Regions from separate parts of the Mus musculus genome. Here regions 1 and 2 are each linked to region 3. The links are chromatin contacts, called in public Hi-C and promoter capture Hi-C maps. All regions are on one chromosome and are shown on one strand. The core of a region is the stretch at or near the end of the contact, and the rest is flanking DNA. Distances in the headings are between cores, read along the strand shown.

The links. Promoter capture Hi-C pulls out the DNA fragments that hold promoters and counts their contacts. A called contact is a pair of places that touch in the nucleus more often than the background predicts.
Region 1: a contact with region 3 is called in a promoter capture Hi-C map of second pharyngeal arch cranial neural crest. The contact joins the promoter of Nos1ap here to the promoter of Nuf2 in region 3. A contact is called at or near these places in 3 of 39 promoter capture datasets (cranial neural crest, hippocampal neurons and second pharyngeal arch cranial neural crest) and 1 of 115 datasets of contacts at active chromatin or transcription factors (large pre-B cells).
Region 2: a contact with region 3 is called in a Hi-C map of erythroblasts, with 5 times the contacts expected there. The contact joins the enhancer-like site here to the promoter of Nuf2 in region 3. A contact is called at or near these places in 11 of 39 promoter capture datasets (the 3T3-L1 cell line, 3T3-L1-derived adipocytes, the C10 cell line and 6 more), 4 of 484 Hi-C or Micro-C datasets (the G1E-ER4 cell line, erythroblasts and nephron progenitors) and 1 of 115 datasets of contacts at active chromatin or transcription factors (large pre-B cells).

Annotation. Positions count from the first base shown.
Region 1 is chr1:170,588,000-170,592,261 of GRCm38.p6, forward strand. Nos1ap (nitric oxide synthase 1 (neuronal) adaptor protein) reads right to left here and starts at 1,850. Exons shown (of 10, transcript NM_001109985.2): 1 at 1,261-1,850. The coding sequence starts at 1,365.
Region 2 is chr1:170,620,736-170,624,854 of GRCm38.p6, forward strand. No RefSeq gene overlaps it. Among named protein-coding and RNA genes, the nearest start is that of Olfml2b, 22 kb to the right of the region's middle. Within about 2 kb of position 2,411, at least 45 of the 459 cell types and tissues checked have an H3K27ac peak or open chromatin away from gene starts, as enhancers often do. A contact at or near this core is called in the G1E-ER4 cell line and erythroblasts, where this site is marked.
Region 3 is chr1:169,528,940-169,533,259 of GRCm38.p6, forward strand. Nuf2 (NUF2, NDC80 kinetochore complex component) reads right to left here and starts at 2,525. Exons shown (of 15, transcript NM_001355159.1): 1 at 2,383-2,525. It overlaps Gm34624 (a long non-coding RNA gene), which reads left to right and starts at 2,638. Exons shown (of 3, transcript XR_373698.2): 1 at 2,638-3,158.

The DNA.
Region 1 (4,262 bases), core at 600-3,099, 1.1 Mb after region 3:
GATCCCCTTTACTCAGCAATCCAGCTCTGTATTCCGAGGGAGAGTTTGACATCAATAGGGTGAAGAGGTAACTCTAATTCTAGAAGATATGACTGAGAAAAGTTGGGGTTTGGGGGGGATATGAGTCACCAATTCATCCATCTGCATGAGAAAAGGGGAGGAACTGTAAAGATAAATGACCTCTGGGCATCTGACACTCCAATGATGTTTTGCAAACTAAAGGAAATTGACACCTGACGGCAGTCCTTGCACAACAGGCTAACCTGCGGGTCACTGCAGAAAAGAGAACGGAGCAAGTCTGCCTTTTGTCAAAAGTCTTGTTCTCAAAACCCAATCTATACAGAGCTCGCTTAAATTCCACTCAGTAACAAGCACACTGTGCATGCTGAGCATCCCTGCGCGTTTCTTTCCTTAAGTTATAGGTAGGACTGGGCATCAGTCACGAGCAGAAGCCTTTTCCACTGAAAAGCACCATTCCGGGAAACTCCACTGCAGTCTTAGAAGCCAGAACTCCTTACACAGAGAGGTGCCTCATGGTCAGGTCACCGGGTTGCCTGTCTTATACACAACCACTGGTCCAGCGAGGTTTCCACTCCACCCCTCCCCCAAGGGTGGCTTTGGCCTTGACCCTGCAAATTCCAGTCTGGGCTAAATTCTTCATCAGCAACTGCTGAGATTTAACAGTGCACCACAAAACTAGAAAACAGGTTTCACCCCACTACTACACCAATGACTGACACATGCTAAAGTGTCCAAAAGCAGACATTTGGGAAGTAACTTTTAACACCTACACTCAACTACTTGGAATGAGTGTGTGTGTGTGTGTGTGTGTGTGTGTGTGTGTGTGTGTGTGTGTGTGTGTGAAATATACACATATATATATAACTTTTTTAAAAACCGGTCAGGAAACAAGCATTCTCCTTTTAAAACACCTCCAAAAGCACCTCTCTCATGGGAGGCCAGCAGGTAAATAACACCAGCGCTTCCTTAAAGCTTTCTAAAGAGCCAGACATGCAGGCTGCGCTGCTCAGCCTTCTCCGGGAAGTAACTCAATCCAGCCTTGGCGGGCGAGGATGGGGTGTCTGCAGGTAGGAGACGGGGAAGAGGCAGTACACCTCAAACTTTGCAGGTGCTCATTTTTAGCTGTTCTGGGCAAGAGCTGAGAAAGGCCTAGCCCACCTGCTCTGAGTCCAGGACCGCTGGCACCCCATTCCCCCAGACCTGCCCTCTCAGGGCACTGCCCTCCCGGTGGCCCCTCACCTTGGCCTCAAAAGAGATGCCGTGCTGGAAGGCGTCCTCGTTGTGCAAAGGGATCCGTAGATCGTGCCCATCGTCCACAAGGTTGTACTTGGTTTTGCTGGGCATGGTGACCCGCGGCGGACCCGCTGCTCCAAGGGGGCGGCGGTGGCGGCGACGAGAAAGAGCTGGCGAGACCCTGTGCAGAGAACAGTGGGGCCGGGCGAGGCGGCGGCGAGGACCCGGGTCGTGAGGTGGGCAGCCTGGGTGCCAGGAGGTGGCAGGGGTGAACCGGGAGCCGAGCCTCCCGAGGGCCGAGCGGCAGGGGCGGCGCGGATGCGGCTGGCGCGAGCAGCTCGGTGGCCGCGCTCTGACTACGGGGAGGCGGCCAGGCGGCCGGGCAGGCGGGAGCGAGCGGCGCGGAGCCCCGGACCGGGACGCCGAGCGAAGGGCGCACGGCCAGAAGCGGGACTAGACCGGGAGTCCGATCCCGAGCTCGGCGCGCACGGCCCGGGACGAGGAAGAAAGGCAGCGGCGGCGGTGGTGGCGGTGGCGGCGGAGCAGGGTGCCTGTCACGGAGACGCCGGATCGGCTGCCAGCCCGCGGCTCCTCCTGCGGGGCGGGCCTGGACCGACTCCTCCCGCGCGCTAGAGCCCCGCCCGCCGCCGCCGGGTCCGCCCCGCGCCCCGCGCCCCGCGCGCGCCCAGCAGGTGAAAGTCCCCGCAGCGCTGAGCCGAGACCCGGGAACTTCGCCCTGGCCAGACCGCAGGAGCGTGGCGATCCAGGCGCAGTCCGCTTAACTAGTAGTGGCGAAACGGCATCGCCTTGCATGTGTGTGTTTGTTTTGGTTTTGTTTGGGGAGCCCGAGAGAAGCGGTGTTAATATTGGGTTTTGTTTTCCCAAGAAGGCCAGAGATCTATCCCAGATACCCTCGGTCTGGACAGCATTAATTCAGAGATCCCCGCTTCTCCTCAGAATCAAGGCGAAAACCAAATAAGAGGGCTGTCTCCAGTGCTTTTTGTCCCTTTGGGTGTGTGGCTTGCATTTGGGGGCTCAGCAGGGTTTCTTTGCGAAGAATTTAAATATATAAAAGTCGTCAGCCTCGTAGAACTGGAGTAGGCTGCACTAGGGACAAGAAATTGCAGAATGTTCTTATGTCATTTATTAAAGTTTTTTAACTGGCTGGTGATAAGAAAGAAAGGAGAAAAGAAATAGGAAGGAAAAGAAAAGAAAAGAAAAGAAAAGAAAAGAAAAGAAAAGAAAAGAAAAGAAAAGAAAAGAAAAGAAAAGAAAAGAAAAGAAAAGAAAAGAAAAGAAAAGAAAAGAAAAGAAAAGAAAAGAAAAGGAAGAAAGAGAACGTTTCCAGAATTCTGTGAGGCTTCTTATTGAAGCAAGAAGGAACGTGCCAAAGCAGGATTTGAGACCTGAGTGTGTAAACCTCATAGATACAGGGTTGTGTAACAGTTTCCTTTGAAATTGAAACATTCTGTCCAGCGTCCAGCAGGGAAGGTCTTTAAACTGGAAGGTAAACAACTCCAAGAAGTTTCAGGAAGTCCCTGAAACTGGCCAGATCCACCAGGCCCCTCCCTGCCAGAGTATAAACAAGAAAATCAGAGAGGCTCAAGTAACTTGAAGCTGAGCTGCAAAAGCAGTCTCTCGGAGGAGATAAACTGCAAAGACTCAGACCAGACCTAGAAGCAGCAGAAACCAGCTAAGCTGCCAGGAAGAGGTTTAGATCAGATCAGAGTCACTTGGAAAGGACACTCTCCAACCTGTTGAGCTGCCTGTGGGCTTCGAAGTGTACTCCAGGTCCCCAGCTTTTGTGCGCTGTCACCAATACTGGTCTGGGCCTTGATGATGCAGCTGTCTTTGAGACATTTCTGGTCCTGTAGGTAGCCTCTCACCCATTGTCCTGTAAGTAACTGCAGTAAAACCCATAACCAAGTGGAACTTTGGTGGTATCCGTACTTTGGTCTGCAGTGAGTTTCCTACTGGGATGAATAGATGTTTGCTGTCTTCCCAAGAAAGGTTTGTCACACAACATTCAGATACAGAGGTAGCTGTACTCTACCTCTTCATAGAGCTCCAGACACCCCAATAGCAGCTAGCCCAGCTAGTGTCAAAGCTGAGATCCCCGAGACAAAAATTAGCAACTTTTGTTGTATAAATCTGTTGTGACTGCTGATATTGTTAGAAGAGACTCTGCCAGCCCACGTATAACAAACATGGCTCTGGCTGGCTTTACCCTTCTTCATTCCCTCCACCTTGCTAAAAACATTAGCTTACATTCCTAACACTATCCATCAAGGTCTATTCCCTTATTTGGTCACTTTTTCCTCCTGATGCTGACTACCAAGGTCCAACTGTCAATCAATGTATTGAAGTCCAACAATCAAAAGCCCCCTTTGACTCAGCTAATTAACATGCCCAATCAAAATTAAAAACCTCATCCTTACACAGCATTTCCCCTTCTACCTTAATAAACCACATTTGCCTTTATGACACATCTGTCTCCTCTCTATCCAGAGGCAGTTCTTTTTCTCCCCAAAATAAGTACCCCTCCTTTTCCTCCCTCCCCTTCCCCATGGTTCCGTCCCCTTTCTCCTCATCCTCTATCCCCTGTCTTTGTCTCTTATCTCTTGTCCTTTGTCTCTCTGGGACAAATGGATCTCCTCTGTGTTAAGAACTTGGTCTGGGGGGTGTCCTACACCAATACTGATCCCTACGTTGCTAACTGAACAAGATCTAGACTCTCCTAGGAGACAACCCTCTGCGCAGGTCTGTGAGGGAAGCTCTACGCTGGGTGACTGAGATTGGAAGATGTACCCTAAAGGTGTATGGCACCATTCCAGAGGCTGGGGTCCAGAACTGACTAGCCTTCCCCTCTCTCTGCTTGCTGACTGTGAATGTGATGTGAGCGATTGCCACATGCTTCTGCCACTGCGTGTTCCCCGCCATGACAGACTATGCTGGGGTGGTGAAGCAAAATAACTCCCTCCTTCCTTAAGTCTCACTTTGTCACAGAT
Region 2 (4,119 bases), core at 1,161-3,660, 1.1 Mb after region 3:
GTTAGTCATTGCTCCCCACCCCCTCTCTTTGTGTGTGCGTGTTTGTGAGAGAGAGAGGGGGAGAGGGAGATGGAGAGGGAGAGGGAGAGGGAGAGGGGGAAGGGGGAGGGAGAGGGGGAGGGAGAGGGAGGGAGAGGGGGAGGGAGAGGGAGGGAGAGGGGGAGGGAGAGGGGGAGGGAGAGGGAGAGACAAAGAGACCCTGTCTTTCTCACTCTTGTCCTTGCCAGTACAGAATTTTAGATTGGAATACAGATTTTTATACCTTAAGTCATGTATTATATCATCTCCTAGCTTGTATTGTTTATTATCAGAAGCTGGAGGCAACTTGGTTGGGGGCTGAGGATGTAGCTCTGTAAATGTAACTTTTATTGGCCAGATATAACTGTCATCTTAGAGGCTTAGTGCTGAATAAACTTACCCTTTCTTGCTCTTTCTGAACTCTGGCTGGCTGATTCAGTTCAGCTGTTCTGGCTCAGAACTCCTCTCCAAGCTGACTGATTCAGACTGGCTTCTCTCAGCTTTCCCCTGAATTGCTCTGCTTGGAAAAACTGCCTCTGGATTCCACAAACTGAAATGTGCTGTCTGCACTGACTGCAGGAACTGAACAGAACTGCACAGTGCATTCAACCAAAGTGTACCAAACTGCACTGAACTGAACTCAACTGAACTGCACTCACCGGACTTCCCTCAATCCCTGACTAACTCTGTGCTGCTCTTAAGTAGCCTCTCTTTCCTGCCTGTTCTCGGGAGAGTTGGAAGAATCCAATCTCTGATTCATTCTGTCAAATCTCTCTCTGATTCAGCACTTTGTCTGTCCTTCAATTATATGTCACTTTCGAACATGGCTGCTTCCTTCTACAAACTAACCTTACCTACACTTTTTAGGATTAAAGGTGAGTATTAAGGGCATGTGGAATTAAAGGTGAGTGATGTGTCTGTATGGATCATACAGACCTAGAATGTCTTTGGATGCAATTCCTTGCCAGAGGAGCCATGTTGCTGGATTAAATTCCTCTACATATTTCAGTGAGTAGAGTGCTTGCCTAACACTTACAAACCCCTAGGCTGGATCCCCAGATAAAGCACTATTACAAAAGATAACATAGAATCAAGCACTATCATTTAGCTTATCACCAGGACTCTCACAATTGTAAGTGCTAATGTGAGTGTGAACCCTAAAACCACAGAAGCCTTACACACTTCAGAATATCTTACACATGACCTTTGGGATATTTTCAGAATGAAAATACTAAGATTAAAAATTCTGGTGAAATCAAATGCCAGCAAAATTTCCTTTTCTTTCAGCTCTTATGATTTTATTTTTTTGTCGTAGAGTCTCACTATGTAGCCCAGGCTAAGCTCAAGCTCATAGCAATCCTGCTGCCTCAACCTCCTGAATGCTGGGATTACAAGTGTGAGACACCATGAGCAGCAATTTGGATCTTTCAACCTTAAAGCAAGAAGGGTTTCATGCCTGTTAGTTTAGCAGTTGGGAGGTAGATTGGAAGTTCATGATCACCTTCAACCACAAAGAGAATTCAAGGCCAGCCTGGGACACATAAGACAGTATCTCAAAAACAAAAACAAAAACAACCCAACTTTGTATCGCTGCAGTGTCTTTTTTCTGGTTGTTACTTTCAAGATTTTCTGTTTACTATTCTCTGATGTAGTTATCACATTCTTTTGTCTGGTGTGCATATGTATGTGTTCCTCTGCTGGGACTTCATTCAGCATCTCAGATCATTAGTTTTATGGTTTTCATCCACATGGAGAATTTTCAGTTATCTGAGATACTTCTCCTCCACAGCATGTGGCTCCAGCTCAGGGTATGCTTGGCTCCTGGCTATTATCCTGGGGCTCGCAGTGTTTGGGAAAATTCATTGGTTATTTTGTTGCCCTTCCTGAACCCCAAGTTCTTCCTCTGACAGAGATTTTAGACAGTCTTTATTGCTGCATTTTTAAGTTTATTCGCCATTTTGTCTATAGTACCTAGAATGTTGCTTAGTTATTTCTTTTTCATTTTTAAATGTTGTTCATAAAAAAAAAAAGGAAGTTACCTGACTCCTGAGGGGAAGGAAAAAAAGTAGAATTATTATATCACTAGAGCCTAAAGAACAACATTTAAAAATGAAAAAAAAAATTACTAAGTTTCCATCTGTAAGAGAACAAAATTACATATATTTAAAGGCCTTATTTTTTCCCCTCTGGAGTCAGATAACTTTCATTTTTTAAAACAGAGGTAAGTATATTAATGGAGAGAGAGAGAGAGAGAGAGAGAGAGAGAGAGAGAGAGAGAGAGAGAGAGAGAGAGGACAGGCAGACAACACATGCACACATGCACGCATGCACTAAAAATAGCTGCCTGGTTAGATGGCTTGCGTCAGAAACACTCTCTTATCTTGCCAACGGCAACTGCCCTGTTTGGGAAATGGAGTTGTTATCGCTCTGACCCTGACTTCTTGTGTTGCTCAGACATACAGCTGAGTGTGACGTGAGCTGTTACATCTTCACTTTTACCCTGGATGTTGGAGCCACATTTAGAAGCTCAGACCAAAGCAATGACCTTCCTGGTGGTCCAGCCCCTTCTCACTCCCCACCTCAGTACTGGGGCATTGAACCTAGAGCCTTTTTAAGCATAGCATGTGCTGCCAATTCAGCCATATTCCAGCCCCTACACTAAAATTTTAAGGTTTCCTTCATTGTTAAATGCTACACTATCTACTTTTTTTTTTCTGATTACCTGATTTCATCTCTATTGACTGGCTTTGCGTTGTTTGTTTTTTACTTTTGAGACAAGGTCTTATTCTGTAGCTCAGGGTGGCCTCAAACTCCCAAGTTCTGGGATTAGAGGTTTGGCCACCACATCTCAGACTAATGCTCCTTTTGATGATGAATCATAGATATTCTCTCTCTCTCCCCCTCCCTCTTCCTCCACCCTCCTCTCTGTGTTTAGTAATATTTTTGTTAGATGTGGAACATTCAGAATACTACATTGTGAGAGTATGCCAATAGCTTCCTCTAGCAATAGTCTAAACTTTGCTTTGTTTTTGAGACAGGATCTTACTTTGTAGCCCCCACTGGCCTGAAACTCACTATGTAGACCAGGCTGGCCTTGAACTCACAGAGATCTGCCTGACTCTGCCTCCCAAGTGCTTGCATGAAAGAACTGCATCACCTTAATTATCCTTTCCAGGGTAGCTAAATTCTTTGTATATCAGCTCAATCTGCTTGAGGCTGTTTTATTTAGCTTTTTATGGTGACCATTAAGACAGTTTCCCTCAGGGGCAGCATTTCTTGTCTCTCTCACCACCAGCCAATTATGACATCAACCAGTGTCCCGTAATTTACTCAGAGTTTGCATACAAATCTAGTTCAAGGCCTTTAGTTCTATAATCTTTTTTTGTTGTTTTGTTTTTGTTTTTTCCTAAATTTTTTTATTATTTAAATGCATTTTATACATCAATCATATTAATAATATTGAGTATTTTGAGAATCAAGTAATACATAAAAGATTTGTTCAACTTTTATATTCATATCCTTTCATACCCTAAAAATATCATTAATGAACATTTAACACTCTCCATAACTGAGGATCCTATATCTAATGTTGAAAACATTATCTAATTTGTTTCAAAACATACAAAATATTCCTTGGGAATTTAACATAGTAAAAGAGCATAAAATATTAAAAATGAAACATTAAGAAATATATTCAAAAGCCCTTATATGATACCACCTGACATAGTGAGCGAGTGTTTAAAACACATTATATACCTGTGTACATTGTCTAATAATCAGTTTACTTAAAAAAGATTATCAGTGTTTCTAGGAGAGAAATTATTTTATCAGTAAGTATATTTTAAAATTTCAAAATAGCAAAAACTCTTTGAAGTTAAACATTAAGAAAATGCTAATTTCAAGCACAGTGACAAAAATTATCAATAATATTTCCATGATGTTTGTAGAACATGATTTCAATATTTTCAACTGTTAATATTCAACAAACAGAATAATTATTTTAACATATATTTCTTTTTCATTTCTGATTTTATTAATTTGATTTAATTAATTTTCTGTCTCTGAGCCCTCTGGTTAGTCTGGCTAAGGGTTTATCTATCT
Region 3 (4,320 bases), core at 1,275-3,774:
GTGGTGGCACACGCCTTTAATCCCAGCACTCGGGAGGCAGAGGCAGGCGGATTTCTGAGTTCGAGGCCAGCCTGGTCTACAGAGTGAGTTCCAGGACAGCCAGGGCTACACAGAGAGAAACCCTGTCTGGAAAAACCAAAAAAAAAAAAAAAAAAAAAAAAAGCCATTTCTGATCCCTGCCCAGGTACAGGTCACTACAGGACAATCAGGACAATGACATGAGAGACTCCATCAGTATGGCAAGGCAGCCTCCGTTTACTGTGTATCCCCTCTAGCCACAGCTGTAACTCTCCAGTCACCCTCTTTCCCTACAGAAGTTCATGCCCCTCACTAATCTCTTTCTGCGCTCGAGTAGCAAGTCCTCCTTTGGGTTCAGGCACATATCAGATTCTGGGCTTTTCTGTTCCGTATCCTGAGGTCAGTTTATTTCTTCAATTGAAACCATCAAGCTTTCAGAGGCAAAAAAATTGAATTAAGCATTCAATATTTTTCATCTGCATCTCAGTTTTTGAAATTGTTTATAAGAACATAAGGGGTTACTTGAGAAAAAAAACAAGCCACACCTAGATTAGAGATAGATTAATAACAGAAAACGTGGGTATAAAATCATAATCACACACCCCTCTCTGCTGATGTGATATACACTACTGTCAGGGTAATTCTTATAAACCATCAAACCCTTACAAACGTACAAAGGGCTTACCTACCACACAAATCCCAGCCTTTCCCACTGAAGTTGCCAAAGCCTTTAATAATCTCATGCTCTTTCTGGTCCAAGTTAATGCCTTCCAAGTCTTCTCCTAAGTGTCCAATGTTGTGTTACACCTGCCTGAGAATTTCTGAGGATCAATTTCCCAACGTAAAGCTACCCAGAGGCTCACAACTGCACTTAGAAGTAATAATGCTCTCTTCTCAGAAGCAAATTGTGTTCATTTTAATAGTGCAATTTCAGTTCCAACTCCTGTGTGTGTGTGTGTGTGTGTGTGTGTTGCGTATACAGAGAAAGAGGCCATCTAACTATAAAGATACTATATACTTTATATACAGTAAAACAGCTCTCTGACATTTTAGTTCAAATAGGACAATTACCTCTAGGAGCTCCCATTTCTCCGTTATATGTAACACTTCAGTGCTAAGCACAACATAACTTACATTATATACAACTGGCTTTGCAATGCAAACTTAAGCAAGCAACTCCCAATTCTGAGGAACTAGATAAAGCATTCCTGGAAAATACGGGGAAGGCTTTGTGTTACACCCACGTAGATCCAGGTACATTCAGCTCCCTGACTTTTGGATTATGATATTTTCGCCTTTTGATAAATGGTTCTTGGTTTAATCCAGAGATGGTGGCGCAATGGAGATACATAAAAAATTGGCAAGCATTCAAACAAGTCACACTGACGCCATTCTTGTGGCTCATGCCCGTAAAGTCAGCACTTGAGAGATGGGAGGTGAGAGACTCCCAGGACTCATAGGAAGGGACCTTTGATGAAATGCCCGGCAGTAGGGAGAGGGAACTTATAGAGCCCACCTCCAGCAGAAAGACAGGACATCAAGTGAGGGATGGGGTTGCCATCCCACTGTCACACCTCTGACCCATAATTGTTTCTCTCTGAAAGAATTCCAGGGATGGAAATGGAGAGGAGCCTGTGAAAAAGAAGGTCCAGTGACAGGCCCAAAGTGGGATCCAGCTCAAGGGGCAGTCCCAAGGCCTGACACTACTACTGAGGCTATGAAGCGCTCACAAAAAGGGATCTAACATGACTGCCCTCCGAAAGACCCAACAAGCAGCTGAAAGAGTCAGATGCAGATATTTGCACCCAACCAATGGACAGAAGCAGCTGATCCCTGTTGTTGAATTAGGGATGGCTGAAAGAAGCTGAGGAGGACGATCCTGTAAGGGGACTAGCAATCTCAATTAATCTGGATCCCTGAGATCTCTCAAACACTGGACCACCAAACAGACAGCATACACCAGCAGATATGAGGCCCCCAACACACATAGAGGACTGCCGGGTCTGTGTTCATTCAGAGATGATACACCTAACCCTCAAGAGAGTGGAGGCCCCAGGGAGTTTAGAGATCAGGTGGGGTGGGGGCATCCATGTGGAGACAGGGTGGGGAGGGGAGGAGTTTGGGATGTGGATCAGTCGGAGGGTGGATGGGGAGGGGCGGGGAATGGAATATGAAGTGTAAAAAAATTGAATTACAAATAAAGTTAAATAAATAAATAAAAAAAGGCTAGTCTCAGGAATATAGGGGTTCGAGACCAACCTGGGATAGATGAGCCTGTCAAATCAACACACAAGTTAGTAAACCCAGATGCCCCGATCCTTGGCCTTGCACCCGGCCCTCCAACGCTCACCCGCTCAAACTCACCTGGAGGCCTAGCAGCTCACGGAAAAACAGTTAAAAACCGAGCGTCCAACCGAAAGCCGCTGACCGTTGTCATTTTTCAAACCGGCCGCCTTTTTTTGTGAGGCCGGCCCCTTTCCGCACAGCGCGCTTCCTTCGCGACGGATGCCGAGAAGGCTCAGAAGACCCACGGTGGGTGGGACTTGACGAGTTGCGCAGCGAGCCAGGCTCCAGATCAGCGGAATCATTCTTCAGGGTTATAGTTTCTAGCCGGAACCGCGATTCCGCCAGACCAGGAAGCGCAGCAGTTAGGGGGAGGAGTTCCGGGATGTGTTTACCGGGTTGTCCCAGACTGGAACTTTGCCTTCAGCGTACCTGATAGCGAGCAGGCAGACAGACGGTTTCTAGCCCCTTCTCTTAGGCTCAGAGAGTAACAGGCAATAGAGGATGTGTTGTTCCCAAATTAATCAAAGGCATTATAGAGAATCCAGGAGTAGTAGTAACAGTCTTACTGTTTGATAAGCATTGATGGGGTCAAATTTTGACCTCACTGGATATTTGTACACATCATTTCTCCTTAGGTCCATGAAAGCTTGAGGGCGGGGCAGCGAATGGATGGATAGACATTGTTAAGGACGTCCAATTTAAATCTTTAATTTACTCACTTTGAGGACTCAATATAGGATAATAAATCTAGAAGCATAAACGTACTGGAATATGATTCTACACTTGCCAAACATGAGCAAAACCACTAGTTCATCTCATCGGTGAGCCATTTCTGTGGCTTACTGACATTACAGGTAACAAAGAATATACAGAACTCTCTATTCACGGGTGTTTTAATATCCTTTGAGTACCTTTACTACTTGATTTTTTTAATAAATAGGTAAGATTTTAATTGTTATATTCTTGAGCCAATATTATAGAACATAGTTTCATATAAGTAGATGGAACATGGCTACACTGAAAATACAGTACAATTTAACATGGAGAATTCTGGCAACGTAGCTTTATATCCGGTTTATTCACTGGGCGGCGCTGCTGCATTGATTTTAACATTACTGAGAATTTCATTCCATTTCTTTCCAGTAATCAAAACTACAGAGATAAACATCGGACACAATGTTCTGGATTAAAAATTTTTTTTTTCTAAATTTATGGGCTTTAAAGTACATGTTTACAGTCCTGGCTTAAGAAGAAAAATAGCATTGAATTCAAGTAGTTGTCTGCATTTTATTTCTCTCTAATCATTCTTGTTAATCTGTTTGCCTCTTCAGTCACGTTCATCTTTAGGAAAGATTTTGGAAATTGAGCTATACATTTGAAATACTTTATGCAGTACTAGTCTGAAACTGTAAAATACCTAACATTCGCTGTTTGTGGTGAACTCTAAATAAATACAAGGAACCACAGACCTGGCATTGTGCTTTAACCCCTTAAAATACTTTCCTCAACGTGTACATGAAGTTATATTATTTTAATGTAGTTTATATAAACACCATTCTGAATCATCAGTCAAACATATTTAATATCATGAAAATACTTGCTCAGTGTTTTTATTAATTCAAATTTTATGTTCTAGTAAATTTCCAGTGTTGACTTTATGAGAGCCCGTGGTGTTAACAGTATTTCAAGGGAGCTGACAAGGATTTCTCAGAAAAATTTTAAAAGTAATGTACTCTTCAAACCATGGTTGTGCTTGCCTCTAATGTCAGTACTCCACAGGGAGAGGCAGGCAGATCTCTACGAGTTTGAGGCCAAGCCTGGTCTAGATAGTATTAGCCTGATCTTCATGGTGAGTTCCAAACCAGCCAGAGTTATATATAAGGAGACTCTGGAAACAAAAAAAGAATAAAACTTAATATATTCTATTTTTTGATAGAAAAGATATATAACTTCAATTTATTTGAATTTGTTACCATCTAAAAACATATTTTGAGTAAATAGACTTACATCACATTC